Regions from separate parts of the Mus musculus genome. Here regions 2, 3 and 4 are each linked to region 1. A link is a contact called in public Hi-C and HiChIP or PLAC-seq data. All regions are on one chromosome and are shown on one strand. Each heading gives the region's core, a stretch centred on a gene start, on an enhancer-like site or on the middle of the called end of the contact. The rest is flanking DNA. Distances are from core to core; before and after follow the strand shown. Region 1 has its middle 53 kb from the start of Enpp6. Region 2 has its middle 24 kb from the start of Acsl1. Region 3 has its middle 11 kb from the start of Gm39171. Region 4 overlaps Casp3 (caspase 3).

Region 1 (6,500 bases), core at 2,953-5,452:
TTACTACGAACTAAATGTTGGCACCAAAGCCTTGTCCTCCTTTAAGTTGACTTCCTCGGGCATTTTGTGTCAGTAGTGGAAAGCTGACTAACAGAGAGACGAAAGAGTCTTTGGATAAAGTTGTATTTGTTTGAGAGACAATGATCCCCAGAGCGGATCCCACTGTGAGAATTATTCAGTGAGCTCTCCAGATCTCATGAAATCCTTGGATGTGGGAAATAAAAACAAACCCAAGATACTATTTTTAAACACAAGATACTTTTTCAAATCAGAATGCCAAAAAAAAAAAAAAAAGCCAGGCATACAAACTGTGATGGAGGTTACAACACACACACACACATATACGCTATGCATACACAGTCATACATCCACTGATTTCTGGTAGATGTTGTTTTTGGCGAGCAATTTGAAAGTATGAATTGAAATATATGTCTCCTCTATGACCCAATTCCACTTCTCTGATTCTTCCCAGAGAAACATTTACACAAGCGCTGGAGGAAATGAGGCAGCACAGTACTGTTTATGTTAGCAGAACCAAAAATCAGCCCAACTACTCAAAAATAGGGAAATAGCCCAACAGACTGGTTTGTCCTTATGGGGTCCCATGCAGCAGTTACAGAAAACCATGCAGTGCTCTATCACAAGCTCAGCAAGTCCTCCAAATACGCTGACTCATGGAAGTATCTCTAATGAGCCTGCGCGCACCTCTCCTGGCCTTACAAATAGAACCATCAATGTATATGCCTTATTCAACTACTGACATGGACCGGCCTCAGTCAGGCCCCCTCAATCCGCGGGAGAACTTGGGGTTCTGGACAGGTGGGTAAAGAGTCAGCGAGAAATGACAAACAAATACAGGACACAAGAGAGTGTGCTGTATCTGAATGTAATTTGTCAAATTGAGCATCAAACTTTTTATACAGAAGAAAATAGGGAAGTTAAGTGACACATCAGCAAGGTACAATGAGGTTACCGGATGCTTAATGACTCTTTCACAAAACAGGGGAATGCAAACACAAAAACTGGCAGGAACTGGGCAATAAAACAACTGAGACAAAGTCAGCTCTAACTAGGTCAGCCATATTCTTAGAAGCCAGGTGTGAGGTCTTTACACTCCTAGGGCAAGGGCTTTCACACCCAAGTCATGGTTCTAATTAGGGAGTTCCTGCTCTAGCTAACCTTCTCATGAATAATGCAATATTCTAGTTCCTCTTCAAATCACAGCCCGATCTACTTCCTAAACCATTGTAAATTCCTGTGTATGTGAGTGGCTCAGCTTTTATTCTCTGTGATAGTGTGAGGGGACTTTCTACTAATAAGTAATGTGGCCTCCCATAAATAACTATAATAAGAATTCTAAACTTACTTTGCCCTGAGATTTCTAACTCTATGTAGTAGATAGTAATGTCTGATTTCTTTCACTATCTCTCTTACAATATTAGAGGCAATTATGAATGTCACTGAATAGGCAACATTCTTACTGAATTCCAAGCCCAGGGTCGGCTCAAGGACTACCTAGGGCATTGGTGAAGGCCAGGAAGCAAAGTTCGATTTTGCTTAGGTATTTGGCAAGTCATTGCTTGGAAGCACCTATAATAAAACAATACTGAAAGAAAGCACACAGATCCATTCTCAAGGACAAGTTTGGAGTTCGTTATATGGGATGCCATGGTTCCAGGAGACTAAGTTTCCGTGAACTTTTCGACTCAGGACTGCTTCCAGGTTTCTAAACCTGTCAAGCAAGTCACTACTGGAGTGGATGTAGCAAACTACCCCAGGATGCATCTTTTAAAAGAAGAAACACGAATCTACATTTACATCTATGACAGCATCAGACCAAGGTTGAAGATGGCTGTGCTGGGTAGTTTTCTCTATTTGACAGAAATTAGAACTATTTTGGAAGGGGAATGTTTAACTGAGAATAGGCCCCCACCAGACTGGCCCATGGTTCATTTTCTTGATAGGTTATTGATGTGGGTTGGTCCAGATCACTGTGAACAGTGCCGCTCCCAGGCTGAGATCGTGGGTTCCACAAGGAAGCAGGCTGAGCAAGCCATGGGAAGCACACCAGCAAGCAGCATCCCTCCACAGCCTCCGCATCAGCTCCTGCCTGTAGATTCCTGCTGTTTGGGTCCCTGCCGTGACTTCTGTGAGTGATGAGCTCTGATTTGAATCTGTAAGCTAAGATAGACCCTTTTTGCCCTGTTCCTTTTGGTTATATCACAACAATAGAAATCTTAGGGAAGACAGTGGCTATCGGAGATGCAAGTATTATCTACTGTATATTTGCCATGAAGAATGTGGAATAATTTATAATATATGAAATTTGAAAGAATTTTTTTTAAAAAATGATTATAAAGATTAAGCTACACTACTGTCTATCATTGTGTTAATTGGTGCCACAAATATTAAAAAGTTGCCACAGCTGTCCAATATCAAGAAATTAGATAAATACACTAAGGGGATCTCATGATTAATAGCAACATTCTAAATAACACAGATAACATGTTCACAGCAGCTGCAAAGGGAAATGAGCAGATTGTTAGACAATGGCTGCACTGTTTGCACTCAACTCCTGAGCAGGTGTCAGAGCCCAAAGTCCAGGTCTTTAAGTCAAACATTTTTTGAAAGGTCCAGTATCACTGTCTGCAATATCATTGATGGAAATAATCAACCCATGAGATATTAGAATACCTGAAATCCAGAAGAACTGCAGAAAAGGACCTTTGTTCAAGGACAGAAGTGTTGGGGCTCAGGGAAAAAAAAGATACTTGTACAGATGACTTTAGGAGCCCCTGGATAAACAGAACAGGTAGGGGTGGGGCAACTAGAGAAGGTTTCTATGAAGTCCATTATCTGCCTAAAAAAATCAGAGTCACCCAGGAGGAGCAAAGTCACCTTGAAACTTACTCAAATGTCATCAGCCAAAGAAGAATCAACTTATCACGAGGCAGAGGCAAACTTCCGCATCTCAGCTGCTATGCTGAGGAATTTTTGCCATCTACTGTTCTCCAGGCTTGTTCTCCGTTCTCAAAACTCAGAGGATCTCTAAAACTATCCACAACATCCCCCCACTTGCCTCTCACCTATGAGGAAGCTATTTAAACCTTACCTGTTGGGCCCCTTCTTTGGGTTTTAAATTTTGTCAATGGCTCTCGTGCTTACGGATGTTAATATTTGTCATGAGTTTTCTCTCAGCTAACCCTGCATTCATTATAAGCACTATCAACTTCCTGATTCTATTTGTTTTCATGGCTGGGAAATTCAATATTCCCAAATGGCTGTCTTGGTCATCAGCCTCTGATACTTTTGAGAGATAGTAGCATCATTAGGGGATGGAGCCTAGTGAAAATAAGTTAGGCTGTTGTGTCCTTAAAGGGGGTCAATGTTTTCTTCTGTCTCTTTGCTCCTCAGCTCCCATGAGGCGAATCCCACTCCAACTTCTGCCACTTGCTTCCGCCCCCACATCCTCCGTCATCCTAGAACCAATGTGTGTCATCTACTTGTAAGCAAAGGCGAAGTGAAACTGCCAAAATTAGACAGCTCTGTGGGTGAAGGAAAACAGTTTATTCAACCACCAAGGCTGTCTCCTGGGATTCAGAGAAAACAGCATGGATATCGGCAGAGTCCTGCCAGTTAGAAGGAGACATGTTGCAGCGGGTGGAGGGTGGGTTAGCTGGAGCGGCCTGGGAACGAGCATGGGGCTCTGACCCACTGGGGAACTGTTTAAGTTAATAGGGAACTCAATGCAATTTCCGGAGACTGCAGGAGCTTATAAGAAGGTAACAGTTTTCATGGCAAGCAGAAACCCATTTTACAAGATTTCTAAGGAATGCTAAGTGTTGACCTGGCCCAAGTAAGCCTGAGCCGAACCCAGATTGTCATTTTTGGGGAGTCGAGACCCGACACAAATGTAGACTAAAAATCTCTGAAAGTATTGGTCACATAAACCTGGTGTTTACATTGATTTATCTCAGGCATTCTGTCACAGCAGCGGGACATGAGGCATCTCCCCACTGAGGCAGAGGGTCGGTGGCACCCCTAAGAGAAAATCCCGTCTTTACTTCTTCCTATGGATCCTTTGGGCATAAATTCAGGTCCAAATTAGGATTGGCGGATTGGCGTAAGGATCCACAGTGTATCATCCTTCAGGAGGTTCCCATTGGTGTAGATGTGGTCTGGTCTTGGTGAGGTCAGGGTAGCGGCTTTCCCCCTCTTTCCCCACTAGAGGGCAGAGTTCACATCTGCTCCCGGATCTCTGGGGTGGATAAGCCACAGGCTGCATCCCAGCCGCAGTTCTTTTCCTCAGTGCAAGGCAAAGCCCCAAGGTAAGATTTGTCCACACCTTTCTCTTGCTCCTATCAAGAAAATGGCCACGTGTATTGAATCCCATGAACGACTACACAAAAAAGCAAGTGATTCCTTGAAAACCAAGGAAGAATGGTAGAAAACTAAGCAGGTGGTGCAATTAGTGGGAAAAAAAATCCCGTAGGCAGGATGGATTTAACATCGTGGGAACGAGAGAGAGAGAGAGAGAGAGAGAGAGAGAGAGAGAGAGAGAGAGAGAGAGAGAGAGAGGAATGGAGTGAGGGAAGAAAGGGGCACTGTGGTTTCAGCATTTATAAATGACGAAGGTGTCATTTGCCTTCTCCCAATGCAGGCACAGGTGCTTGGGTGACACAGGACCCTTTCTACACCAGGGAGAGGGGGACCGGGCTTGGTGTAGACCTAGGTGAGAAGTGATAGACATCCCAAGCTCTGAGCAGTTGTGGCTTAGGAAAAAAAAAAAGCAATAAAGCAGCAAACATAAATTTACCTGGATCTCGAGTATGATTTAGAGGAGGGGGGAGGGGAGAGAAGAGTAGAGGAGTTGGAAGAGGAAGAAGATGGAGGGGGAGGGGGGAGAGGAGGAGGAGGAGCAGCAGCAAATGGGAAGAAATACAAGAAAGAGACAGCCCAGTGGCTGGGAGAGGACATCAGGTGTCTGGATGATTCTAGAACCCATAACCCGTCAACCAGCCTGCTTTCCTTTGGCCTTCATTTTTTCTCTATTGCGTATGTTTGTTTACGTGCTGTTCCCCTCATACCCGTGGGCACCAAGCATTTACTACGACAAGGATGGACCACAGGAAGTTCCTAACAAGCGGGTACTAGCATGGGCGAGAAAGAAGCTCCAGGAGGGCCAGATAGCTGCGGGGCAATCAGTTTAGCCAGAGTGCCAAACCCCTGTCCCAGACAGGCTCAGGGCCCTCCCCATCTGTTCCCTAGCAGCTCTGGCTCCTGCGGGACCAGCCACCAGCTTAGCGATGGCACTCACAGGGTTCCTGTTCGCTGTTCTGCCTTCGAATCTGAAAACACACTCCAGAGCTTTTCGGGTTTTTCTTAATTTCCAGCCTGATCCTGTTTTGGCTTTGGGGCAATACTGACACCAAGTGTTGGAATCTACAGGGTTGAAAGGAAAGTGAGACCGGGAAGGGACCCTCCACAGGATGGCTACCCACATTACTAAGTGAGCAGGGACGTTCACTGGATGGTGACCTGGGCCATGCTCCCTGCTGTGTGCACAGTGTGGACTCACAGCAGGTCCTTCCACAGGAGAAACCATTATTCAAAGCCTATTTGGTGTTCGTTACAAAAATTTAATAAAAACAAGCTAGTTCTTCTTGAAGGATTTCTTTCTTTGTTTTTCTTTTCTATGCTGCGAGTTGAACCCAAGCCCCCTGCATACCAAACACTCTACCACAGACCCTCTTTTGACTGGTTAATTTTTCATCATTATTTTTGTTTTATTTTATGTATGTGAGTGTTTTGCCCGTGCATCACATGTGTGTCTGAGAGGCAGAAGAAGGTGCTGGATCCCCTGAAACTGGAGTTACACGTTTGTGAACTTCCCTGTGGGTGCTGAGAATTGAACCTGGATCCTCTGGAAGAGCAGCCAGTGTTCTTAACAACTGAGCCAACACTCTGGCCACTATTTGACTTCCTGAGCTGGATCTTATTAAGTTTTCCAGGCTGGATTTGAACTCTCCATCCTTCTGTCTCAGTTTCCTAAGTAGCAGGGATACTGGACCAAACCACCAGGCTCAGATCCTTCAGGCCTGGTGTTCAGTTTCCAAACACTATTATTTTTTTTTATAAAGAACATTCTCAATCATTTTTACTATTTGGGAAGTCCATTAATCAAAACTTAACTATTTAGAAAAGAAATTAAAGATGTGAGAATATACTTAAATATTTAAAGAGTCTTATTAAGATAATTATGAGATAGTCTCAAATATTGATGTTTCATTTGGAAATTTCTCATACTCAGATTTCCTTTTAAGCATATCAGAATAAAACACTTGCCAAACATTTATTAACTTTATATAAAGCTATGTAAGATAAGCATATTTTGTTTCCAGCTTAACATTATTTAAATGTAAATAATTAAAAATCATTTGAGACTAAAATCATTAATTTCATGATTAGGGTCTTCAATGGAATAAGTTATCTCTAATAGT
Region 2 (6,500 bases), core at 1,014-3,513, 490 kb before region 1:
GGCCCAAATACTATGTGTGTTAAAAAAATGTTATTATTTAATGAACCATTACAGTTTATTCTCATTTACATTTGAGAGGATCGGTGATTTTTTTTTAACTTTCCTGTGTTTTGATGGGTTTGATGTGTAGCCCAAACTAACTTTGATATTGTCATCCTCCCAAGTGCTAGCATTACAGATATGTACCACTCTACCCGGTGCTGTGTGTACTTTCAAGAGTTCCCACAGGAGAATCTCCCTTCCCAATTCACCTTACAGTTATGGCTTCAACATTCAACCTCTGAGAGTTAGACCACCTCTCTTTAAATTTAAGGAGAGTCATGATCACAATGACTCCCAAACTCAGGTGACAAATACTGATATGTCTCTAACATGGGTCTCTTAAAACACTAGACACACATTTCTATGAGGAAGCACGGACTGTAGACAAGTCACATTAGAAGTCATGGCGGCTTCCAACTTCCAGCCCTGTCAGGAAGCTACTTTGAGTGTGGGTCTACACTGAGGGGAAACCAAAACAAGCTGTAAATCCATGAGCAAAGCAAAGAACAGTTGTTAAAGGCCTTTCGACTTTGGTGTGTTACACAGTGGAAGGTAACAGACACTCCATCCCTCTTCCCAACTAAGCCCCTCTCTGCTCGATCCAAACTGAACTTCTTGTTCATGAACACGCTCGGCAAAAATTCTACACAGCTCTATCTTTTCTTGTGTGTTTTTTTTTCTTCCACCAGAATGTCCTCTTACATTGACATTTTATCAGTCCTTTAAAGGGCTCACTCAGATGCCATTACTGCAATGCTCTCCATAATGGTCTTAATCAGTTTTGGTGTCTTCTTTCTCTAAAATGTTAGAGAGCATTGTTCTTGGCATTTGTGATACTTACTGCCGAGGCTGACATTCAATATATTTATCAACTGGCAACGACCAAAAATACTGATGCTCAAAAGAGAAGTTTCCTGGATGACCAGACCTACCCTCTGCCCCGAAGCTGAGCTGGTTTCAAACATTCTCAGCCACTCTGCTAACTCAGAAGCACCCCGGGGTGCTTCTCCAAGACATCTCCAATATTTTAGTGTCCACTTCTTTGGTGGAGATCACGTTGTTGTTTTTCTGAACATAAACTCAATCTATTATCTTATGAATAGTCTGTTGGGAGGCTAAGACAAGAAGATCATGAGTTCATCACTAGCCTGGTTTACATAGTAAATTTGAAGCCAAACCCTGTGGGAGGCAGAGGCAGGCAGATTTCTGAGTTCGAGGCCAGCCTGGTCTACAAAGTGAGTTCCAGGACAGCCAGGGCTACACAGAGAAACTCTGTCTCGAAAAACAAAAAGAAAGAAAGAAAGAAAGAAAGAAAGAAAGAAAGAAAGAAAGAAAGAAAGAAAGGAAGGAAGGAAGGAAGGAAGGAAGGAAGGAAGGAAGGAAGGAAGGAAGGAAGACAAAGAAAGAGCTGTAACTTTCCAAATTGCAGTGACTGAGAAAGATTTCCCGTGGTAGGATCACTGAGTCACAAGACAGCTCTTGGGTTATCTAGTTGCTCCTTACTGTTGTCTGCAAAAGAGTCAGAGAAGACTGGAAAGGAAGGAACACAGACTCTGGATTCCACTCTGGTACATTCTGAGTGAGTGGGTCTGGATGGGTTGATGGAATCTTGAAAGAAAAAAGGAAGGAAGGAAGGAAGGAAGGAAGGAAGGAAGGAAGGAAGGAAGGAAGGAAGGAAGGAAGGAAGGAAGGAAGAAAGGTTTTGTTTTGTGTTTCAGCCTCTCATTACAGGTCTTAGACTCATGGCGATCCTCTTGCCTCTACCTCCCAAGTAGATTGCACCTGAGAACATACACTGAGAATATTTTTGCATTTTTAATTGACAATATTTGCACATACTTAGGTACCACATGATCTTTCAGTGCATGTATATTTTATATAAAGATCAAATAGGTTCGACAGTTCTCTCTTTAAACATTTATTACTTCTTGGTGGTGAAAATATTTAAAGCCACCTTTCTTCTGGTTGTTTTGCAAAAACAAAAGCAAAAACATGTTCCGCTGTGACCTCCAGGCCACCCAACTGTGTTATAGAAAGAATACATCTTCTATTTTGTTTGGTTTTTGCAGTAGCTGGGGGTCCAGCCCAGGGCATCCTGTATATCAGTTGAGCCCTCCACCACTGGGCCACACCCATAACCCAGGGCACTTCCTTCTTACAAGGCTCTCTCAGTAACATTACCCTTTCAGAACCCCTGGGGCCCTGGTCACTGCTCAATTAGTGTCTCCTTTGTTCCTTCAGGCTGTAGACACATGCCCTTTGAACTGGCAAACAGATTGCTGTGGGGTGGTCAAAGTCACATTGCCAAAAGTAAAGAACAAAAGGGAAACCCCACAAATCTGAGGCTGGGAGTGAAGGAGAAATTCCTGCCGTTTCAATCCATGGGTGCTGTCAAAAAATAAATAAATAAATTAAACACTTCATAAGATCAAAAAGGGGGTGGTGTATCCTGGCTGGGCTGGCTTCTGTCTGGGGGGTGTGTCCTCTCAGATGGGGTGATGTATTTCCTCACCGGCAGGTTGTTAATGGTGTGACTCACTGATCTCTTGGGAGCCTCCGCCCTTATCTCCCTGGTTTCTTCTACCAGTGTGACATCTAATTTCTGATTGCATCCTCAGAGCCGCTCTGAGTTTCTAATGAAAGCTCATCTACTCGCCTCCCCTTTTTTTCTCAGCGTCGAATCAAGCCAGTTCTAACCACCTCCTCGGGCCGTTTAGAAATAACCCACAGAGCCATAGGTGCTTTGCTCTGCCAATCTTCTGGAATCTGTCCAGAGTGAGTGAGTCTGTCTGGGAGCTGGGTCTCTGAGGAGAGGCAGCATGGCCTGTTGCTCCCCCCACCCCCCAGGCTTATCCACTCTGCTGCGCTGCGCCTCTCAGCCTTCTGTAATTCCTTGAATAAATACCAAGGGGTGTCTCTGAGCAGAAGTCACCAGTGGCTCCCTTATCTTAGAAGCAGAAACTGCTGACTGGCCACACTGATCACCAGCTGGGACTTACGCACATTCTGCAGAATATGCCTCTTGTAAAGAATTTTAAGCCTTTCCGGAATAATCTTCATCTTCCCCCAATCTTTGTGAATTTTAAAAGTTTTATAAATATCTGCCAAGAGTGTAGTGGATACAGCAAGCAGTAGCTGGGTCACTGAGACCACTGTAGAGTTAGAATACTGAACTAGCTTGCTGGATTGATTGATGATTGATTGATTGATTGAAACAGGGTCTCACTATGTAGTCCTGACTGACCTAGAACCTGCTATATAAACTAGGCTGTCCTCAAACTCATTGAGATTTACCTGTCTCTGCCTTCCAAGTGCAGTGGAATTAAATGTGTGCCACCATGCCTGGCAGCATCAAGTACCGTATAAAACTATAAGGGCCAGGAGATGGGCACATCTCTGTCATTGTCATGGAGGCTCTGTCCTAGTTTGGTTTTAGTTGTTATGATAAACACCATGACCAAGACCAACTTAGGTAAGAAGGGGTTTATTTGGCTCACAGGTTATACTCTGTCATTAAGGGAAACTGAGGTAGGAACCCAAAGCAGGAACTTAAGCGGGAGCCACAGAGGAGTGCTGTGTAATGACGTGCTCTCCAGGGCTTGCTCAGCTTGCTTTCTTAAACAAGCCAATACCACCTGCCCAGGGGCGATCCTGCCCACAGTGGACTGTGGACCGACCCCAGTCAACCATTAATCAAGGAAATGTGGCACAAACAGGTCAGTCTGGTGGAGGTAATTCCTCCACTGAGGTTCTCTCATCGCAGGTGACTCTATTTTGTATTGTTAACAGATTTATAACCAGTAGAGCCTCTTTATAGCAACACACCATTGTCGTTTAATAATTTAATTCTGTCTCTAATAATTGTGCTTTGTGGTGCTGGGATGTAGCTCACTAATGGAGTGCTTACCTAACACTTTAAAGCTCCTGGGGTTGAAGCCTAGCATTAGGGGTAGGGGAAGTTTACATTGTATAAAACATTATTATATGAGGTCATTTCACTCTGCCCAACACTGTAAGACAATTACTGTTCTAAAATGAAGAGATGTAGGCTCAGAGATGTGGTGCAATGCGTTGAATGTGCCCACCAAGACACAGGCTGAAATTCAGCTCCCATCATATGCTAAGAGAGGATCCCAGGGGAGAGTTTGTAGATTGACCCATCAGTGGGTTACCTCAAGAACAGGTCTGTTGGAAATGCCAGGTGTTGACCTCCTGCCCTAGGAACCTGTGACTCCTGTGTGCCCTCATACCTACTGCCATGTCCAAACTGGACTGCAGTCCACAGGAACAGCTTCTTGACATACATGTGACGCCTTGTGCTTCTCTGCAAAGTTCCCACCAGCAAAAAGGTCCTCACCAGAACCAGCTCTCCTACCTCCCACCCTCCAGATGCATAGGCAGAATAAACTTTTGAATGTTGTGGGGTTTTTTGTTTGTTTGTTTGCTTGTTTTATAAATTGCCTAGCCTGTGGCATTCCATTATAGCAATAGAAAAACACATTCATTGGTTCATGTAAGATCATGTGACTATAAATTATCCTAGATCAAGGCTGGAAGCCAATTCCAGGGCATCTTCCACCATGGTGGGGAATGCTTGCACTATGCATGTGTGAAGGAAGGGAGAGCCATGCCACTTGTCTATGAGACAACCTGAGCGTGGGAAAATGGGCATCACTAAGGCGCTCTTTGACAGAGCTCCAATCCCTCCTGACAAGCAGGGGATTGCCACTTCATACATCAGATCTTCCCTACATAGCCATCTGAGGGAATCCCAACTGCCTCTAGTTCCCTAACAAACTTCTCAACTCTCACTCCTCAGAGCCTCCAGATGGGCACGTTCTGTCTTAGCCTGAGCTGTGGAGGTCCCTAAAGGGCATTATGGGCAGGCAGCCTTGGTGACAGGAGCGTTTGGACATTCCAGTGAAGCAGTAGGCAGATGAAGAAAACAAAGGGCAGAAAGTCCAGGCAGACTTCCACAGAGCATGCCAGGGCCGCCCTGAATCTAGCTTTGAACTTGGCAGGGGTAGCAAGGCAGGGAAAACGACTGTGCTATAGTCAGATGTGTATGAACAGTCTCTCGGAATGGACAAAGGAAGAGATGGCTCTTTCCTAATGGTGGGTCCCCGACACTGTACAAAGCATATCTCACCATGGAAAACATGTTCTTGCCTGGCCTTCTATATACACTTTAGGCTCCAAAAGCCAAAGTTCTAAGGTTCGTTTTGTTATTGCTTGGTCTGAGTGTGTGTGTTTATGTACTGGTGCATACAATCATGTGTGCACATGTGGAGCCCAGTGGTCTTCTCTTACCTCTTCTTACCTTATTGGTTGAGACAGCGTATGGCACTGGATCTTGCTGATTGACTAGACCAGCTGCCAGCAAATTCTTGGGATCTGGCTGTCTCTGCCCATTCCCGCAGTGTGGTTATAGATGAGTTCCAATGTGTGGGGCTTCAGTGTGGGTGCTGGGGATACCAAACTCAGATCCTTATGTCCGTGTGGCAAGGCCACCTCCCCACCTCCCCAACCCTGTTGTGGCCTGTTTTTGTTGACCTTTGAACTGTACTTTATGAGGAAGAGACAGCCTGCCATGTGACACTCTTATTAAACGCAGAAAAAAAAATGCTTGCAGATTCCTCCTGATAGGAAGACATCAGAGAAAGCATGGCTATGTGTCACTGGAGAAAGAGAGAATGCCGGAAGCACCACCCTACACGCTCCTCACCTGAGTCATGGTTCAAACCTACCATTTCTGTATTTCTTCATCTGCCAAACGCAGTCTGAGCCATACTACACCCAGACAGGGTGACTCTGAGAAATGCTGCCTAATGGAGTCACCACCAAGTGTCAAGGAAACATGACAAAAAGCATTGTACAAAGAGAGCAGGACTGAAACAGCTTTTTATCACAACACGATTTATTTTCCCATTGCCAACAAATACATTTAGTTAAGTGGCACAGTCCCAGGGTATCCCCCTGGTGGGTCACTAATTGGTTCAAGTGTGGCCAGGGAGAGCAGATAACAGTCTTTGTAATAGTGCCTCAGGTGCACCCAGACTGCCACTGTCGGGCCCTTCAGGGAGTGTGAACTCGTGACTTTGATCTGGGCTATGATCCTTGGGGTTCGACCGAAGTGTTTGACAGTGTTCTGTGGAAAGTGGATAATGAGAGTGCTCTGCAGCTTCAGCCTCCCAGTGGTGGAAGAAGAAAGCAATGTAGGCATGACAGAGCAAAGCTTCGAAGTCATCCAGATCTGTGCTCTGTCAGGGTCACAGGCGGCACTGAGTGTTGGACATGTGGCTGATACAAAAGGAGACATGTTACACGTTACATGTATAACATCCACAGAGAACTCTGAAAGTAGTGTGAGCCAAGAGAATACAAAGTATCCCAACAATAATGTTTATGCTGATTAAATGATGAAATAACACTAATTTGGGGACATATTAAGTGAACAA
Region 3 (6,500 bases), core at 1,643-4,142, 400 kb after region 1:
CTTAAGACCTGAGAGTGTAATGACCAGGCAAGGGCTTTCTCTTCCCGGACATAAATCTACAGTTTTCTAAGAGTCTCACAAAATTCTACTTACAATAAAAGGTGTATTTTAAACCCCTTGTGTGACCATATGACCAATGGCTGTACTGGATCACATTATAACCTTGTGCAGGGCAAATCTAAAGTCAATCTATAGTCTCATTTATCAAAAAGAGGGGGGAAAGGTAAGGGAGAGAGATTCTTTAAGAACCTTTTGAGACAACAGCTCTCACCCTTCCTAATGCTGTGACCCTTTAATGTTGTGGAGACCTCTCATGTTGTAGAGACTCCCCCAACCATAAAACTATTTTCATTGCTACTTCATAACTCTATTTTGCTGCTGTTATGAATCCCAATAGCTGTATTTTCTAGTCGTCTTAGGCAACTTACATGAAAAGGTAGTTTGACGCCACCCCTAGAGAGGTCATGACCCACAGACTGAGCCACCAAAATTGCATGCATGGCTATTGCTTCTACCCTTAAACAGGCCTCTCTCTCAATATGCCCACATCCACTCTTGGGCGTGTCTTATCCTTCCCCTCCCTCTTTTTCCTAATAATCCCCATGTTGCGTCATGGCTAAAGGCTCTTCGAAACAAACTCCACCTCTGTCTCATCTTAATATTCTAAGCAATCAATCCTATCTTCATCTGTGTGTATACATCTGTGTGTATACATCTGTGTGTATACATCATCTGTGTGTATACATCTGTGTGTATACAGGTCACTACATTTGCCTCTAAAGGAGCCTCTAACACCTTCCTGGAATGGCCAAGGACTCAAGTGAGTCCTTGCTTTCCCCGGGCCACCCACAGATGCAGAAATAATCTGAAGGGACAGGTTTTCTTTGCCACCTGGAGTTCTGTTTTCTAAAGATGTCACTAAACCTCACTAACCAATGGTTTCTGTGACTTCTTGAACCTGAGGTTCAAACATTTTCCTAGCATCTGCCCTCAAATACCACCAAGAAGAGTCACCATTCAGGGGCGATTACAGACTTACCAAGAAAGTGTCCAAATCTTAGACTTAGGAAGCATGGGTTTAGTTGGCATTTTAACATACTTCTTCGTCATGCAAATGTCACACCTCTCTGATCAAAAGCTAAAGATGGATTGAGTGAAAATGGCCCCCATAGGCTCATAGAGAGTGGTGAGATTAGGAGGTGTGGCCTTGTTGGAGTGGGTGTGACCTTGTTGGAGGAAGTATGTCACTGGGAGGTGGGCTTTGAGATTACAAATGCTCAAACCAAGCCCAGTGTCTCTCTTTCTTTCTCTCTGCCTGCTGCCTGCAGATCTGAGCGTAAACCTCTCAACCACTTCTCCAGTACCCTGTCTTCCTGTATGCCACCATGCTTCCTGCCGCTATGATAATGACCTAAGCCTCTGAACTGTAAGCCAGCCCAATCAAAAGCTGTGTTTTATATAAGAGTTGCCATGATCATGATGTCTCTTCACAGCAATAAAAACACTAAGCAAAGTCTGTCCCTCTGGATTCAAGGCTCTTTTGTCTGTGCCTAGCTCCCTGCTCTAGATCTGCTCTGATCCTCTGTGCTCTGAGAAGGCTGGCAGTCTTGCCCACTTCCTGCCCCCTCCCCCTTAACTCACTGTGGGAGATAAGCCATGTACCATCCAAAGAGAAGCCACCCGCCTTTCTATCTGGTAAGCCCAGGGCAGAGCCAACAAACTGTTCCAATGGATACCAACAAAGAGTGACTATGTGGGGCAAGCATTAATTACAGGACAGGCTGGCATGGGAAACAGATGTCAAGGCTCTAAAAGGAACACTTCCTCAGCAGGTTATAAAAGGACAGAGTCACCATCTCTGTCCCATGTCCTACAATAAAGCACCAGGGGAATAAGGCTGTCCTGAAAGACTGTGACATTTTTTATTTGCTTTTGATAACAAAGTGACCAAGAACAAGAGACTAAACGTCCACTGAAGGCTCATCTGACACAACCTCCCAGGGCATCCCAGGCCAGGAGACGGCTTACCTGGCCCTTCTCTGCTGTGGCCTTGTGTTCCAGCCTCCCAGATTTATCTGTGTGACCTTTCTACCTCCCTCCTTGCAACATTTTTATTATTGTTTATTATATTTGTTTATCCAATTTCATACATGTTATACATAACAGACTGAGTTTGTTTTCATATTTTAAAGATCACTATTTAACCCTGCAGTCAAATAGTCTCAAGAAGGCGTCTGGAAGTGTCACGGTTATAGCTGTAGTGAAATTCCTAGACTTCTGTCAGCAAATGGAAATGGAGACTTTTGAGAAGGAACCCCCCCCCCCATGCATATCAGGCGTTGTATACAATGGATATGGGTAGCAAACACGCATCTGCTCTCATCTACTCTGAAACCTATTGGGCTGCTTTTCCTCTGTCCTAGACAGGAAACAGTCAACAAAAGCCTAGCCACCAATTCTTTAACAGGTGAAATAGAGCCTGACCAAGAGGATTAAAAATATAAACAAAAGAGGGGCCTTTTTCTTCGCTCTAATGTGTACCAGAGTATAAAGACAAACTACTTCTGGTCATGTTAACTTACAAGCTCGGAGTCACTGTTTCCACTGTCTCTCTTCTAACCACCTAGTATTTTACATACTCTTAAGTGCAGAGTTGGTTCGAATCGAATCAGCAACATTAAAAGGTTGATTTATTATGATTAAACAAATAAGTACAGCCGGTACCTATAACTGTACTTGCGTAACACACCTTGTCCCAAAGCAGCCTCCCAATGAAGTACAATGCCTAACCTAAGATTGTACCTCTGTAACCAAGCAACTAGGTTTCAGCCAATCACAGCCATCAGGCTTTTCCCAGTCCTGGCTGCTGCCGATCAGGCCATGCCCATATAAGGTGAATGCTGACTGTGGCCAATCAGGTTGCTTCTCTATGTCACTTCCTCTCTCTTGCTATAACTATAACCTGTTCGGTGCTGACACAGAAGTGGGCTCCTCGGTAGCTTTCCAGCCCCTCTGACAATGCCTGACAGCATCACAGTGGAGGGATTTGCATGTCTTTATTGCCGATTTTCTTCCCTCTGGGTGACAAACTGTATCTTAAGATAGCGCTCCGTGCTTGATTGGTTCTGTCATGTGTACTAAAGACAGGCTAGATCCTGCAGGACTGGAAGCAAATAGCTGTACAATCAATACGTATCTCTTCCTTAAAGCTACAGAAATAGCCTGAGCCTGGGGAGACAGCAAAAATCAGTAGATTGCCTGGCGTGGAGTACTCAGAACCATCTGCAAAGGTTTAGGTTCTACAAACTTTCCTCTTCCTCTTCCCTCTTCTCCCCCTCCCCTTCCCCCTCCACCTCCTCTTCTTTTTTATTTTTAATTTTGGTGGTAGGCTTCTTTGTTTTTCTTTTTCTTTCCTGTTTGTTTCTTTGTTTGTTTATTGAATCAGTGTCTCGCCATGCTGTATGCTTGTCTAGAATTCTCTCTGTAGCCCAGGCTGACCCAGAACTTTCAGTCCTCACAGAGTAATAAGATTATAGCCTGTGCCTAGGACCTACTTCTTGCTCAAGTAAAAAAATTAACTTAAACTGCTCTCTGTTTCCCATCAGCACAACAAAATTGCCAGTCCAGCTGCTCAGGCAGGAAACAAAGTGTCAGAAGTGCTACTGGTGACAAGCAGAAGGCCAGGGTGATGAAAGGCTTCCCATATGTCTAAATTTTACTCTAGTTCTAGACTTTAAACAACTATTAAAGAAATGCTAGTTTAAACTTAGCAATAGGGATACAAAGGAGATCTCGAGATACACAAAATGCCATAATTCATGCATTTTTAAAAATATTTATTTATTTATTTATTTATTTAGTATATGTAAGTACACTGTAGCTGTCTTCAGACACTCCAGAAGAAGGCATCAGATTCCGCTACAGATGGTTGTGAGCCACCGTGTGGTTGCTGGGATTTGAACTCGGGACCTTCAGAAGAGCAGTCGGTGCTCTTAACCACTGAGCCATCTCGCCAGCCCGATGCATGCTTTTTTCCCAGGAAAATAGCATATTAGACTCCATATCTTTTCTGTGGAATTCTGTGTTGCATTAACAGATCAAAAAAAAAAGATTTATATTAAAAATATTCAGTTGGAAGAGGAATAGAATTATTCAGCCCTAAGAACCAGTGCCAGGCTTGAGAGATGGCTTGGAGGTTAGGAGCACTCGCTGCTCTTCCAGAGAACTGGAACTCAGTTCTCAAGACCCACAGCAGACGGCGTACAAACTACAGCAACTCAGACCTCTGGCATCCTCAAGCACTAGGGTGCATGAAACACATGCACACACACGTGTTTTGTAAGTCAGAATTATAACAATATTGTCATAAAGCACAGTGAATACTGCTTAAGCCTGAGGTGCAGTCAAGGTGTTGGGCTGCATTCAATTTTGGATTTCACAACAAAAGTAATAATACAAACTGTGTGTGTGTGTGTGTGTGTGTGTGTGTGTGTGTGTGTGTGTGTGTGTGTACATGAATGCAAGTACCCTCAAAGGTCAGAAAATGCTGAAAACCTCTGGTCTTCTGCAAGAGCAACAAGTGTGTTTAACTGCTGAGTCATCTCTCAGCCCCTCCACCTGACCTTCTTTTAGGCAGGGTCACTCATGGAACCTGGAGCTCACTGATTGGCTAGGCTAGTTGGCCAATTGAGCGCCAGGAATTAGCTTGTCTCTGCCCGCCTCTTAGTACTCCAAGTCCTCCACTCCCAGCTTTTACTTCAGCTAGAGCTCAAATAGGTCCCTATGCTTGCGTGGCAGGCACTTTACCGATAGAACTCTGTCCTCAGCCCCCATTTTTAAAATGCAAACTTCTTTTAACCTTTGTTCCTTCTGGGGTGACGGCTCCGGTATCGCTAACAGGAAACAATGGCAAATTCCAAATGGCAGGGATTTAGAATCTGGGAAAGAAAATGGCATGCCAGAAGATGGAGATTGCCACGGTGGTGATCTCTCCGAGCTATATTCTGTGGTCCTGTGTTCTGCTCTCCTCTGGTGGTGTCTGTAAACCAGCTTCGGGGACAGGGCAGAGTCTAAGACAGGGAGGGGAGGGGCTCAAGATGGGAAGGGAGGGGTTCGGGATCGGAGGGGAGGGGTTCGGGATGGGAGGGTTTACATCTTCCTCGAGGAGGCGTCAAAGCACGAATGTACACCAGGCCAGAATGATCAGGATCCAGGTCTGGCTGGGAGCTAGCGCTGAGTGTCAGAGGGAGAGGAGACAAGGCCTTCTTCAGGAGTCTTGGTGTTATGGCTCATGTAGAAGGCCTTCCCGGTGGCGATCTTTAATGAATCCTCTCTCTGAAACAATCTTACTTGTATTTCTTTATTGGGGCAGATTTGGACGCATACACTATATTGGGGTGAACTAGGCATTATATAGTTTTGGAGAAGAGAGTGAGAATATCCAGGGAAGGAAGGTCATTGGCTGAAAGCTAAGGCTGTTGAGATACCTCATGATCATGAAGAGCCTTTCCAGGTGCTGTGCTACAGGACTCACTGCCAGTGGTCACCTTCAGTGGTCACCTTCGTTGAGGGTCGTGGTTGTGTGCTCCAGAACACGAACAGAGGCAGGGAGGGAGCAGCCCTACTCCCGATGCGGTGGTTTGTATATGCTTGGTCCAGGGAGTGGCACTATTAGAAGGTGTGGCCCTGTTAGAGTAGGTGTGTCACTGTGGCTGTGAGCTTTAAGACCCTCATCCTAGCTGCCTGGAAGTCAGTATTCTGCTAGCAGCCTTCAGATGAAGATGTAGAACTCTCAGCTCCTTCTGCACCATGCCTGCCTGGATGCTGCCATGCTCCTGCCTTGATGATAATGCACTGAACCTCTGAACCTGTAAGGCAGCCCCAATTAAATGTTGTCCTTAGAAGAGTTACCTTGATCACGGTGCCTATTCACAGCAGTAAAACCCTCACTAAGACACACACCATCTCAAATCTCTGAGATTCCAGGGATTTGAACATCCCATGCCCATCTGGTGGCAAGGTCCACGTGCCCGTAAGAATTTTGTTTGAAGGGTATATTTAAATTTTTCGTGTGTGTGTGTGTGTGTGTGTGTGTGTGTGTGTGTGTATCTGTCTTCAGACACACCAGAAGAAGGCATTGGATCCCATTACATATGGTTGTGAGCCACCATGTGGTTGCTGGGAATTGAACTCAGGACCTCTGAAAAAGCAGTCAGTGCTCTTAACCACTGAGCTCTCCAGCCCTGCATGACCTTTCTTTAAGCCTGGATTCCTCATCTTCCCCACAGACCACCAAGACTCTCTGTCTCCCTCTCTCCCGCTCTCTCCTTTCCCTCTCTTTCCCTTCCTCTTTTCCTCAACTCCCCCTCCCTCCCCCCTCTCTCAAGAACTTTAAAGCTGAAGTCATTTTATACACAAGGAAGAGACAGAAAATATAAGTAACTTGTGCAAGTCCATGCATACCTTGCCACTTCTCAGTGGTCAGGATTTGGGAAGAATGA
Region 4 (6,500 bases), core at 2,289-4,788, 290 kb before region 1:
CCTGGAGAAATTCAAAGGACGGGTCGTGGTTCATCCAGTCCCTTTGCAGCATGCTGAAGCTGTACGCGCACAAGCTAGAATTTATGCACATTCTCACTCGCGTTAACAGGAAGGTGGCAACGGAATTCGAGTCCTTCTCCCTGGACTCCACTTTCCACGCAAAGAAACAGATCCCGTGTATTGTGTCCATGCTCACGAAAGAACTGTACTTTTATCACTAGAGGAATGATTGGGGGTGGGGGGGGGCGTGTTTCTGTTTTGTTATGCCAAATGAGAAAGCTGTCAGGGAGACTCTCATTTAAATCTAATCTGACGGTCCTCCTGGTCTTTGTACGCTACCACTGCCTAGCAATGCAGCCAGCCACAGTGCAGCTACCTCAACTTCGACATCAGGTAGTTGAAATGAAATTTAATTTAATAAGGAGCAAGTAACTGTCAATGATGGTACTATCATCCTAGATGAAATTACAAAGTTGCCCTTTTATAATTAGCAAGATTTGGCGATACTATGAATTTTGAAGTCATTTTGAAGCAGTACAGCTTTTCCACTGATGATTTTATACTCCCCACTCATGTTAAGAATGTTGTTCTAGTTTTCGTTAAACGTAGAAACAATAATGTCAAATGATAATGTCTTAGAACTTGAATCCATGAGCAGAGTCAAAGGCTGGAACCCTTGTTTTGGACCTGATTTATGGAAGTGAAGAGTTGGACCACCATAGCATGCATTATAGCTACTGGTTTTGTGACAGTTGTCCACAACACGTATTTGTTATTTTAAAAAAAAAAATCATGTTTTATTACTGGAACAAAAATAACTTGAGTATTTATGTGAGAGGAAAACCGTGTGCGAACTTGGTTGACTCATTGAAGGCAAGGTGCTAAAATCCATCAGCATTTGTTTCTTACTTATCCTTATACAAATCAGCTCGGTCTTACAGACCAGCAAAATATCTCAAGAGCTGTTATGTAACAGCCTCAAATGGTTGATTATTAGAATGAAGTACAGGAATTCTATAGGAATATACTATAATACCAGTTGTCAAACAGAGCTTAAGAAAAGGAGAGATGAAATCTACTGTAGTTGGAGAGAATGTGGTTTGAGCCAGAGCAGAGACTTGGCAGAGCCATGGGCACATCTTCAGAAAAGGCCTGCCAGCTGGACTCCCCACCCCTCACCCCACCCCCCTTGTGAGTTCTGGTTTGTGTGGATGATGTCCAAGTTACCACGTGGGAAAGTGAACCAGATCACAAACTTCTGCAAAAAGGCTTTCCCAGAGGGCTGAGAGTCTGAAGAAAGTTCACTGGACTCCATGTCCAGAGTCTGTAGCATGCTGACTTTTCTGTTGACGTTTACAAAGAAAGGAAAAATAATGGTGATATTTATACTGTGCTAGAAACGAAAGGGCCAGGGCACACAGGACTTGGAAAGCATCCAGCAATAGCCCTGCAGCCCATGTGGAGAAGCTGCGGGCTGCAGTCCATCCTCAGGGAGACTGTGCTCTGCTCCTGGCCTCCTTATGGGGGTGCTGAGTCACTGCTGGCTCTCGCAGCATTTCTCCTAAGCTTCCTTGTTGCACAAAGAAAGGAAGGAACTCACATTGTAACGGATAGATTCTTGTTTAGACTGGCTTTGTTGTTAACGCTTTCTAAGTGAATGCAGCATGTGATGGTATTTTAAAGTGTGTTCCCATGTGACAATTTTATAAAAGTTTGTTACCTTGCAATTTTATTTCAAAACATAAATTCAGATTTAAAATTATCAGTGTATTTGAGGGTTTGTTGTTGTTGTTGTTGTTGTTGTCGTCGTCAATACTTTTGCTGTTGTAATAACTAAGTGAAAGTTAAAATAATTTTAACCCACAGTCTAATTTGAGAGAGTCAGAGGATGCAACAAGGCCTTAATCTAATATGTTAAGGTGTTGGCAAGTGGAAGAACCTCTGATATGATAGGATTTAAACCCAAAGAAATAGGTAGAATATACTCAAAGAATACAGGAAGGGGTGGGGACTCAGCTCCTCCAAAGTTTACATAATAACCACAGCTTCTCTAAAGTGAAGGTCAAAAGTGGATCAAGGAACTCCTGTACACAAGGAGGAGCGTGTCACGAATGTTTTTGTCTAGCTGCTTTCTAACAGGGGATAGGGTGGTGGAGAAATGACTCAGCAGTTAAGAGCGTCGGCTGTTCTTCAGAAGAACTGGATTTGAACCCAAGCACCCACATGGCAGCTCACAATTTTTTGTAACTAGCTCCAGGGGACCCAACTGCCTCTTTTTGCCTCCTTGGGAATTTTATGCACATGGTGCAGAGGCATACACGTGGGCTAAATACCTATATACATGAAATTAAACCTTTAAAGACTAGCTCTTTAATGTGTGGAGAAAAGGCTAGCCCATTGTAATTTCCATACTATCTATATAAAGAGGTCTGAGATAGTACAAAGAAAACAACTGGAGCTATGGGTCTGGGAGTAGTTAGCTGGGTAAAGCAGTTTCCTTGCCAGCACAAGAACCTGAACTAGAACTTGATCCCCAGAATCCATGTTAAAAGGAAAAAAAACCCGAATTGTGATGCTCGCTTATAATTCCAGCAGTGATGGAGATAAGTGAGTTCCTGAGGCTCACTGGTCAACCAGCCTAGTCTCCATGGCAAACGCATGGCTGATGTGCTCAGCTATGGAGAAATGATACCAGTCCCATTATCACCTGGCCTACACATACACAAGATAAAAACCATCAACTGGGCCATGTATGTGAATAGAGCAAGTGTAAACAAAGAGAGCATATACCCCTTATGTTCAGATAACCCAATCTCCCATCATAATAAGAGGAATATAAATTATGATATCACCTACCAGACTGGACAGTATCGCCCAAGTGCTGGAGGTATAGGCATGCATCACCATGCCAAGCATGTGCTGTGGTTAATCCCAGCACTCGGGAGGCAGAGGCAGGTGGATTTCTGAGTTTGAGGCCAGCCTGGTCTACAGAGTGAGTTCCAGGACAGCCAGGGCTGTACAGAGAAACCCTGTCTCAGAAAACAAAACAAAACAAAAAACAAACAAAAACATGTTGCATGAATATTCATGAGATGGATGGCATATTCAGAGGGGTAAGGTGACCATTTGTTCCCTTCCAAACCATAGTGAACCAGATCTCTTCTTGGCTAGTCCTTCCCATGATCCTCTTTAAAAAGAGAAGCAAACTCACTAAGAAAATGATATTATAAACAAATTGAGATTTCCCAAGGTGGTCTACCCTTTGTTATAATATATTTGTGGCAATTTGGTTCGGTTCCCTTGTACTTAGTTTCTGCTTTGCGGGGACGAACCCAAATGCAGCTTAAAAGATGGAGTAAACCTCTAAAGATCATTTCAAACACCAGGAGAATCAGCTACCAAGAAACAGGTGTAGTGTTCCGTGGTTACCTCTTAACTAACTCCTCGACTTCTGATCCTCGGTGGGAGCTGTGGAACAATAGACCCAACTGTGAGAGTCTGTGGTCGGAAATGGCTTGTCTGAGTCAGAAGTGAAGCAGAGTTTACAGTGAAGAAATAAGTGTTGACTTTGGAAAAGAAGGCACATGACTAAGGTAGGTAGATAGGGTATTTTCCTTCCATTCAATCTGTGATACCCACTTCCTTCCTGGTGTCAATTATCTGTTAGACTCCCTCCCAGAACTCAGGAGAATTCTTTAGTTATAGGACTCAGTTTGTTAACTAATACGATTGAAGAATGTGGAAATGCAGGGCTAGGTGTGGTGGGGAGGGACACAGATTCTCCTTGTTTTCTTGGAGTGTCCCCCCTCAACCCCCACCCCCACCCCTACTCTGAACTGTTCAACCACTTGGAAACTGAAGCTCATCAGGACTTCTAGAACTCAGGCCCCAGCAACTCTACTTCCCCAGAAGTCAGAGCTAGGATGGGCCAGTCCCAGCAGCCTTCACTGAGATGATCTATGGCTCTGCCTACCGTTAGCATAAACTTAGGTGTGAGCTAAAGGGACTTGCTATTAACATCAGAAGTCACTCCTATCTCTCTGGAGAATCTAAGCAGTTTAAGACTTCTGTATGCAGGAAGTAGGGGGCTGGGAGATCATGTTTCTCATACTGGACTTGAGGGAACTTGTGATTATAGATTTACTTGGGAAGAAGAGTTGAAAATGGTACAAGGCGTTTCAGGATACACAGGCCGCCTGGTGACGGGAAAGAGCAGCTGTTTTCTTGGGTTCTTGGTGGGATCTAGAGTGTTAATCATGAGGTGGTTCTTGGTGGGATCTAGAGTGTTAATCATGAGGTTGGCATTCTCCTCTTCTGGCTTCAGGGAGTTTTTCCATTTAAGATAATAGAGCAATGATGGCCAGTTTGCCCCTGGAGACATTTTAGCATTACCTTGTACCTGGTGGGTCTTGTGATAAGATAAAGGGAGACCAGGACATGCCATACATTGTATAAATAGGTTCCATACATTGTACAGGTAGGTTCCATACATTGTACAGATAGGTCCCATGCATTGTCTATACACTGCATGTTTTATTCAATCTGGGCCCCCAGGTTATGGGATGATGCCACTCACATTGAAGGGTCTCTCCTCACTAAATCCTTTCTGGAAGCGCCTCCCACATACAGAGATACTTTTAGGTGATTCTAGATCCAGCCAAGTTGACAATGAAGATTAACCATGCTCTGTCGCAGATCCAAAGGACAGGACCGAGGACAGGATTTGCAGAGTAGGTTGTGTTCAGAGTTTATCATCTGTGAGGATGAGCCGCCTGGTTACTGGTGTGATGCTGAACACTGTGTGTACACTGGAATGGTGCTGTATTTCTGCGCCATCTTACCCTGCCTCCCTCCCCTCTTATTTCCCCCTCATGCCTATGGCTCTCATCTCCTGCTTGAGACCATGGAATGGAAAATTACTGAAAATTTCCTGAGGTGAGCATATCACAGTGGTCCAGCACCATCTGCTTTAAAAATGAAATAATTTAAATATTTAAGTCTTTTCATATACAGAATTACTCCATTTTCCAATTTTATTTTCTGCCATTTTATCAAAATTGATCCACTTCAGTATATAGCCAAAAAATGTTTTCTAATATTGTTTCTTTATACATAAGACATTTAATATGAAGCCAGGACTAGTGAGGCACACTTCTAATAAAGACGCTAAGGCAGGAGGCTTGTAAGACCAAGGTCATCTTGGGCTACATAGAGAGACCTTTAAAAGACAAACAAAGAAGAAAGAAAAGAGGAAAAGCGGAAATAATGTATAATGCAAAATTGTGACCTGCTTAATCCATGTCCTCTTTCCATCCCAGCTGGTCCCTTCTTACATCATCAAACAAAGAACAGAATAGAAAAACTGAAATAGTTGACCCCAAAGAGGATTTTGTTTTATCTAATGAGCACACATACATACATACACACAGACACACATAGGCGCACACACGCACACATACACATACACGCACAAAATATGGACTAAACCTGTCACCATGCCCAGGTCCACCCACCTATAAAAACCTAATACCTGGGAGATGAGAGTTGGTGGGACGCAATCAGTTTTCTTCAAAGGCTAGGACCCTGGACGATGGGACAGAGTATCATCCCCAAAGCTGTATTTTGAAAAATGCAAGGGTGCAAAAGCCTTTGCAGTATCAGTAAGGAGCAGAGAGCATGTGTGAGAAGGTAAGTGCTAAGTTTTGTGCTTTTTTTCTTCTCCAACTAGAACACAATAAGGAACCTCAGCCTGCTGGAACTACTTTCCATGCTTTGTGTACAGAACTAAACACCGAGGACATTTGCATTTCCTCATGGTGTCTGAAGGTCAACAGGTAGTCTGGGCTCTGGGAAGCTAGGGAAAGAATATTTAGAATTGCATTTTACCACCTTATTCATTTAGACATGGGTTGGTTTTTGTTGTTTGTTTCTTTTGTTTTGCTTTTTTTTTTTTTTTTTTTTTTGAATGTAGAAATCTGGGCAAAAGGGAAAGACCTAACTTTGCAAAAGACAGCTTTCAAAGAAGGTGGCCACTGTTACAAACTTGGGGCTGTGTGAATTCATTCATATCCTTAAAGTTATCTTGCTAAAATCTAAAGATTACTCATCATGGGTTTTCTTCATAACCTTCTAAAAAACTCAGCAAGGCCCTGGTAGAGGATTCGTGTCAACATTTATCTAGGGGCCATCAGCTCCCCTCTCCTTTGTGCTTGAGCCAGGGTATAAATAAATCTCCCTTCAAGTCACTTACTCCAGATCTGCTGTGGAGCTTCCTCGGAGAGAGGCAGAACTTGAGTAAATAAATTCTAAGGAATTTTATGATGCCATTTATCTATCTACCTACCTACCTATCTATCTATCTATCTATCTATCTATCTATCTATCTATCATCTATTCTTTACCTATCTTTCACTTTCAACGATCTATCTATCTATCTATCTATCTATCTATCTATTATCTATTCTTTACCTATCTTTCAACCATCTATCTTTCTATCTATC

What was found. HiChIP or PLAC-seq counts read pairs in DNA pulled down with a chosen protein or histone mark. A called contact is a pair of places that touch in the nucleus more often than the background predicts.
Region 2: a contact with region 1 is called in a Hi-C map of the N1E-115 cell line, with 3 times the contacts expected there. The contact joins two enhancer-like sites. A contact is called at or near these places in 2 of 484 Hi-C or Micro-C datasets (CD4 T cells and the N1E-115 cell line) and 1 of 115 datasets of contacts at active chromatin or transcription factors (pancreatic cancer cells).
Region 3: an H3K27ac HiChIP or PLAC-seq map of trophoblast stem cells shows a contact between it and region 1, with 3 times the contacts expected there. The contact joins two enhancer-like sites. A contact is called at or near these places in 2 of 115 datasets of contacts at active chromatin or transcription factors (embryonic stem cells and trophoblast stem cells).
Region 4: a contact with region 1 is called in a CTCF HiChIP or PLAC-seq map of CD8 T cells, with 10 read pairs. The contact joins two enhancer-like sites. A contact is called at or near these places in 2 of 15 datasets of contacts at CTCF or cohesin (CD8 T cells and the NIH/3T3 cell line), 3 of 484 Hi-C or Micro-C datasets (Th1 cells, bone marrow-derived macrophages and cranial neural crest) and 20 of 115 datasets of contacts at active chromatin or transcription factors (the 230-238 cell line, CD8 T cells, T-cell acute lymphoblastic leukemia and 13 more).

What each region holds. Positions count from the first base shown.
Region 1 is chr8:46,930,874-46,937,373 of GRCm38.p6, forward strand. No RefSeq gene overlaps it. Among named protein-coding and RNA genes, the nearest start is that of Enpp6, 53 kb to the right of the region's middle. Within about 2 kb of position 4,203, at least 83 of the 459 cell types and tissues checked have an H3K27ac peak or open chromatin away from gene starts, as enhancers often do. A contact at or near this core is called in CD8 T cells, the N1E-115 cell line, Th1 cells and 6 more, where this site is marked.
Region 2 is chr8:46,443,843-46,450,342 of GRCm38.p6, forward strand. No RefSeq gene overlaps it. Among named protein-coding and RNA genes, the nearest start is that of Acsl1, 24 kb to the right of the region's middle. Within about 2 kb of position 2,264, at least 66 of the 459 cell types and tissues checked have an H3K27ac peak or open chromatin away from gene starts, as enhancers often do. A contact at or near this core is called in the N1E-115 cell line, where this site is marked.
Region 3 is chr8:47,331,484-47,337,983 of GRCm38.p6, forward strand. It overlaps a transcript of Stox2 not described here. Among named protein-coding and RNA genes, the nearest start is that of Gm39171, 11 kb to the left of the region's middle. Within about 2 kb of position 2,893, at least 169 of the 459 cell types and tissues checked have an H3K27ac peak or open chromatin away from gene starts, as enhancers often do. A contact at or near this core is called in trophoblast stem cells, where this site is marked.
Region 4 is chr8:46,637,928-46,644,427 of GRCm38.p6, forward strand. It overlaps Casp3 (caspase 3), which reads left to right. Exons shown (of 7, transcript NM_001284409.1): 7 at 1-1,771. The coding sequence ends at 221. Among named protein-coding and RNA genes, the nearest start is that of Casp3, 24 kb to the left of the region's middle. Within about 2 kb of position 3,539, at least 98 of the 459 cell types and tissues checked have an H3K27ac peak or open chromatin away from gene starts, as enhancers often do. A contact at or near this core is called in CD8 T cells, Th1 cells, Th17 cells and 4 more, where this site is marked.